Regions from separate parts of the Rattus norvegicus genome. Here region 1 is linked to region 2. A link is a contact called in public Hi-C data. All regions are on one chromosome and are shown on one strand. The core of a region is the stretch at or near the end of the contact, and the rest is flanking DNA. Distances in the headings are between cores, read along the strand shown.

Evidence for each region. A called contact is a pair of places that touch in the nucleus more often than the background predicts.
Region 1: a Hi-C map of the A7r5 cell line shows a contact between it and region 2, with 5 times the contacts expected there. The contact joins the promoter of Nectin3 here to the enhancer-like site in region 2. A contact is called at or near these places in 3 of 12 Hi-C or Micro-C datasets (the A7r5 cell line, kidney and liver).

The regions. Positions count from the first base shown.
Region 1 is chr11:67,825,450-67,828,379 of GRCr8, forward strand. Nectin3 (nectin cell adhesion molecule 3) reads left to right here and starts at 1,495. Exons shown (of 6, transcript NM_001399228.1): 1 at 1,495-1,856. The coding sequence starts at 1,697.
Region 2 is chr11:67,471,585-67,474,420 of GRCr8, forward strand. No RefSeq gene overlaps it. Among named protein-coding and RNA genes, the nearest start is that of Nectin3, 350 kb to the right of the region's middle. Within about 2 kb of position 1,262, at least 5 of the 93 cell types and tissues checked have an H3K27ac peak or open chromatin away from gene starts, as enhancers often do. A contact at or near this core is called in the A7r5 cell line, where this site is marked.

The sequences.
Region 1 (2,930 bases), core at 245-2,744, 350 kb after region 2:
CAGTGCTGGGAGCAAGATAAAGAGAGCCTGGATAGAATGCTACGGAGGTGAGTAAAACATCATAAATCAGTGTTGAGACGAGGAGATCCTAGTAATTCAAAGTCTTGAGCACAGCGTTGTCTTGGGCACCAGGCAAGCTTAACTTTAGCTGCCACAGGCTTCTCTCTGGGTGGCTGATGGTATTCTTATTGGAGCACATCTATAGCTATCTGGTGGAGATGTTAGGACCAACATAAAATTAATGGTGTCCAGCCTTAGGAGAGTGTCCTCCGCTTCCACCTCCCCCGCAGATAGCCCAAACTGTTCATCCATCTCCTTCCCACTACAGTTACTGGGGCTTCAAGGTCAAGTCACTCTGGCTGTGCCGGGCGGGTATATGAGGAGGGCAGGGCAGACAAGCTTTTGGGGGTTGAGGGAGGGTTATGGTGAATCACAGGCGCTCCTCTTTTAAGGGTAAATGTCTAATACTTCCCGAGGTCACTTTTCGGAGACTAATTCAAAGAGAAACAAGCGAGAAAATAAAATTACACGTGCGAACATGCGAACGATCAAAGAGAAAACAAGACCACACTCGAAGCCCTCGCAGTGGGAGAAATCCATGGCCTCCTGTTGCCGGTCGCCTGGCGCAGAAAGTGGACAACCAGGCAAGGCAGCCCAAGAGAAGCAAAAGCTAAAGAGCAAACCTTCCGGGGCCCTTCCTGTCCTCAGGCAGATTCGCTGACCTCTCCAACAAGCATCCCTCCCAGAGAAAAAAAGGAAGGTTAAACGCCTGGGCCAACGCGCGGCCAGGACAGCGAGGCAGGATGCCCCTGGGGAGGAAGGAGGAGTGGAGATTCTCCTTTCAGTCCCCACGCCTGGGTGAGGAGGGAGAAGGCTGGTCCAGCCCCGCGGCATCCAGCTTCCCAAATTAAGCACCTCCCGCACGGACCAGCGGAGAGTGGGTTCCGCACCTTGCCTTCCCCGAACTCCCTCCTCCCCCGTTCCCGGTTGTTCCCCGTCCCGCTGGGGAACCGCCACACTCAGGAGGAGAGAAAGGCAGGACTGGGAGTCCCGCAGCCCTCCGCCTCAGAGCGCCTCGGTGTGCCCCGGCGGCCCCGGCCCCGCGAGGGGCGGAGTGGGCGAGACCATCTCAAGCGCTGGCGAGGGGAGAGACGAGGCGGGGCCGAGGGGCGGGGCCGCCTTTCCTGGTCCAGATTGCTTAGCCTCGGGAGAAGCCCGGTTTTCCAAGTGGATGAAGTTTTTTTTCTTTCTTTTTTTTTTTTTTTGAAGTGGGAGGAGCGTGTGGGGAGAGAGGGTGGGAGGAGACTCGGCGGGGTGTCTAGGCGTCCGGGCAGCCGGGCGGCGGGGAGGGCGGGCTCGTCCGGGTAGTGAGGGTCGGCGGCTCCCCCTCCCGCAGGGCGGGGTGGTGCGTTCCGAGTTCCCAGGAGTTCGCGGCGGGCGGGGACCGCGGGGAGGGGAGTGGCGGCGGCGGCGGCGGCGGGCGGCTCCCGCTTCAGCCTCGGCAGTGGCGTCGGCGACGGCGGAGTCGAGGCAGCCGCGAGCGCTCGGCCGAGTGGCGGCGGGCGGCGACGGCGCAGGAGCCGGGGGTTGAGGACACGCGCGCTGGCCCTTCCGCGCCGCGGCCGCCGCCGCCGCCGCCACCCAGAGCCTGAGGCGCCGGGGCGCGGGCGAGCGGGTGGGCCGGGGCAAGGCGGGCATGGCGCGGACCCCGGGCCCGGCCCTGTTGTGTCCTGGAGGCGGCAAAGCACAACTTTCCTCGGCGTCTCCTCCCGCGGCCGGACTCCTGCTGCCGGCCCCGACGCCGCCGCCGCTGCTGCTGCTGCTCATTCCCCTGCTTCTCTTCTCCCGGCTCTGTGGTAGGTGAAGCGGGCGAGCGAGGGGCAGAGCGGGGCGGGCGCGGGCGGCGAGGCGAGGCGAGGCTAGGCAAGGCGGTTGTGCCGGGCGGTTGGCTGCGCGAGCGGCCACCGCGGACTTTGCCTGGAAACTTTTCGCCGCGCCCCGGGCGAGGCCCGGGAAGGGCAGGGAAAGCGAACAGGGCGCCGACCGCTGGCTTCCCGTCCCCGAGGCCGCGCGGGTCGTCGCGCTGGGCCCCCAGGGCTGGCGGTGGAGCTCGGTGCGCGGAGCCCCGCGTGCCCCGGGAACCGTTACTTCCGAGCTGATGCGCCGAAGCGGAGAGCGCGGACTTCTGGGCTGAGGTTAGGATGCCGGGATGTATGTTGCCGCCTCCTCCTTTCTCCCCGATGAAACTTGAGCTCCAAGTCCGGAAACCGTGTGGACACTAGCCCGGCGCGCTGAAGCCTTCGGGTCCACGCCTCTTGGCCTCCGGGAGAAGGCACCATCTTAAAAACCCACCCTGCGGTAGCATCCCTTCCAGCAGGATTTGTGCCCTGGCAACCTTTGGATCTTTGGGTTGATCCCAGCTGGAACCTGCACGCCTCCTTTCAGTTGTTGGACGTCCTTCACGCAGCCCCTGGTTATTTTAGAAGAAAACCTTGTTTCCAGGGACTCAACATTTACCTTTTGAATACATATTGCATCTACTGTCCCCTGGCTGTTGAAACAAGTAGCCTCAGGTTTCTCCCGTGTGCCTTTTGTATTCCAGGTTTAGGAGCTAATCTCTTTGTAAGTTCTCTTCCCGGAATCTGAGACTAGTTTAGAGACCCACTTCTTAAGGAAGATGAAAAAATTGATAAATTTGCTTTTCATGCCAGAGAAGTGGACGTGATAATCAGTGGACGGCACTGATTTGGTGAAGTAAAGCTACCATTCTTAGGAGATTGAATGTCCGGGTGATATCAGAATGCCGAGAGGTGTTGTTCATTTAAGGTTTGCCGACGGGAAATGGAGGAATAAAACTTAGGTTGTTCAGACACTGGTTCTCAGTGCATATGAAATCTTAAAGCTGTTGTTCTACCAGTATTTGTTCTAAG
Region 2 (2,836 bases), core at 12-2,511:
GAGTTCTGGGGTTAAATCCATGCACCATTGTGCTTACTTTAACTGTTTGATCATATCACTATTAAGTGTTACTAATCTATTAAACTTATCAAGGATACCCTTACATGGCTGAAAAATAAGAAGATGAGTTAGGTTCAACTTCACCAAGAGTTTCCAGCCTCCTCTGGTGTCCTGAAGTGTCTCAAGTCCCTAAGGAAGAAACGATGTAGTAGTGAATCAATTAGGAATAAAAGGACATATTATGAGCCAGTAGGGGCAGCAGGAATCTCTTGTCTTGCAGTAATGCTGTTAGTTAGGTCATGACAATGAAAGTAATGTCTTTTGGGAAGTGAACTGGTTAACAGAAGACATAACATCTATATGAATAGATAAACACCAAAATAAGAATATATTCATAACACAAAATAGTAGCATAAGATAAAACATTAAAGGTGTTGAATTTCTATATAATTGTAATAAAGGAAATAAATGATTTGATACATTTTAATATTTTAAAGGAATATCAAAAAGGATTCTATCTAAAGATACATTTAAGAAGAAAAGCAATTCTACATTGTTATGAGAGAGAAAGAGACCTCCAGTGATTGAAGTTATTTTTGTGATTTTTGGACACTTTTCTTACCCTGCTTTGCCATTAGCCTTACCAGCCTAGAAGCAGGTGAACTCAAATTTGGCCTGCTCCAGAAATTATAATGGAAAACAGCCATCTCTCTCATAAATGCCTCCAACATTCCGAGGATTCCTAGAGTGCTAGAAGATTTGAATATGGCATTCTTCCTTTCCTGTTTTCTAACCTGGCTTCTTCCCTTCGATATAATGGGTGAGGGAGACACACTTCTACTAGGACCACTACATTAAAGAGCTACATCACCTGTGTCCTCATCAGTCCTTAACCCTAATGTTCCCAGGACTCCTGCAAGACCTGGAGTCCTTTGAACAATTTTATTTGCATAAACTGGCCATATCATTGCTTTTGGTAATATATCCTCTCTACCCTAAAACACACACACACACACACACACACACCCCTTATGAACTAATTCTCTTTCTCCTTCTTTGAACTTTAGCAGTCTTCTAGCTAGTTGTTCCAAGCAATATATTAAGAGAAAAATGTGACGTGGATGCTGGTTTCTTCTGGCTCTCCCATAGGGCCCTTTTACTCAGAAGCCAGCCGCAATCTTCTGAGAAAGCACCAGCCATACAGACAGAGCGTGGAGGTGTTCCAACCACCAGCACCATGTATTATTTTCATCTACATTCCACATTGATTGCTAACTGTGCAAAGAAAGACTTTAAATTCCAGCATCCAGCATTGGTGCTGCCCAGCTGACCTCTATTCAAACGGCAGAAAAAAACTCCTGGCAGATTCTGCCACATTGTAGGAAAGGAATGAAATAAATGCTGTTTTTGCTATAGCCCAGTGTTTGCAAGTGGCTGCATTTGCTGCAGCAGCATTACTCTTTCATCAGCCACACATCTTTCCTTAGAGATTTGAGGGGAATATTAACACCCCTCATTCTATGTAGTCCTGGGAACATCAAGACCAAGGGTAAACTGATCAAGTACTGTATCTGCCGTCCTGATAAGAGGTTCTTACCTTTTGTTGTAGATAGTTCCCAAGACAAGGCAGCGGAAGGCCCTTCAGGCTCTAGTCTATCATGTTTATCTCACAGCTCTTAAGCATCTTCCTATCACATCTCTCCGTTGCATGTATTTTAGCGCACGTGAAAATATGCCTGTGGGCTGGGGGTGCAGCTGAGGATCTGGACCATCATTGCAGAGAGAAGCCGGAGAGAAGATTGATTTAAAAATCTCACCTTGGGCCAGATCTACTTCGACTGTACTTTATAAACCACCTCTGAAAGAGAAGCTTCTAGGGGAGTGTGATTTCATTCTCTGTCATTTGATAAAGGGCAGGTGGCCAAGCAATACAAATAATAAAAGATGCTTAAAGGGAGAGATTTTCCTGTCAGAAAAAGTACTTTATGAGGGATGTGGGGCTATAGTAGAAGAGAATTTGGGAATTTCAATATCCCGTACAAAAAGTCCATTTACTGGGGACAAGATGAGAGGGTTACAAAAAATATTTATGCTTTATGAAACTATAAAAAGCGTGAACCAGAGGAAACTACGGAGACAAGAAGAAAATAACGGAATGCTTCCACAGGAGAGACATAGACAAGAACACAACTCTTTTTAAAAACTGAATGGGATCTAAGGACTGAGTGTCACCCATGCTTGTCCTTTGACACGCTTTGATATAGACCTTGAACTGCAGGGGTCATTCTGATGCATTGCATTGCATCATAGCTAAATGCGATCGTCATAATTTACAGCGAGCATGGTAGCTTTGCTACTTTCTCTTTGCTAACCTAATTCCACAACAGAAATTAAAATGGAGGTGCCAAGAGTGGATATTATAAATAAAAATTAAGAAAACATGCATCAAAGCTTGTCATATGTTGAATATGTCCTAAGTTCATTTTAGTAGTTTTACTATGAGCTGTGTTTGGTTCATAGAATGAATCAGGCTATTTTTTTCTTCTTGTTAATGTTTAATTCCAGTACCTATGATTTGCAGCTATCTAGAACTCAGTAGCACAAGTTACTGCACTAATTCACAACCGCATCTCATTTCAGTCTCATGAAAACCCTTTGAGGCAGAAACTGTTACTTATTATTTTCAGATCATGATAAATTAAACAACTTGCTCAACATTCCAAGGCTAATATGACTCAATATGCATGACCCCAACTATTCTTATAATCTCAAACAGTGTCTTGCTACCTATTCTCTTTTGTTTATTTAATTTTCAGGAGAAATGTGCAAGCTGTGT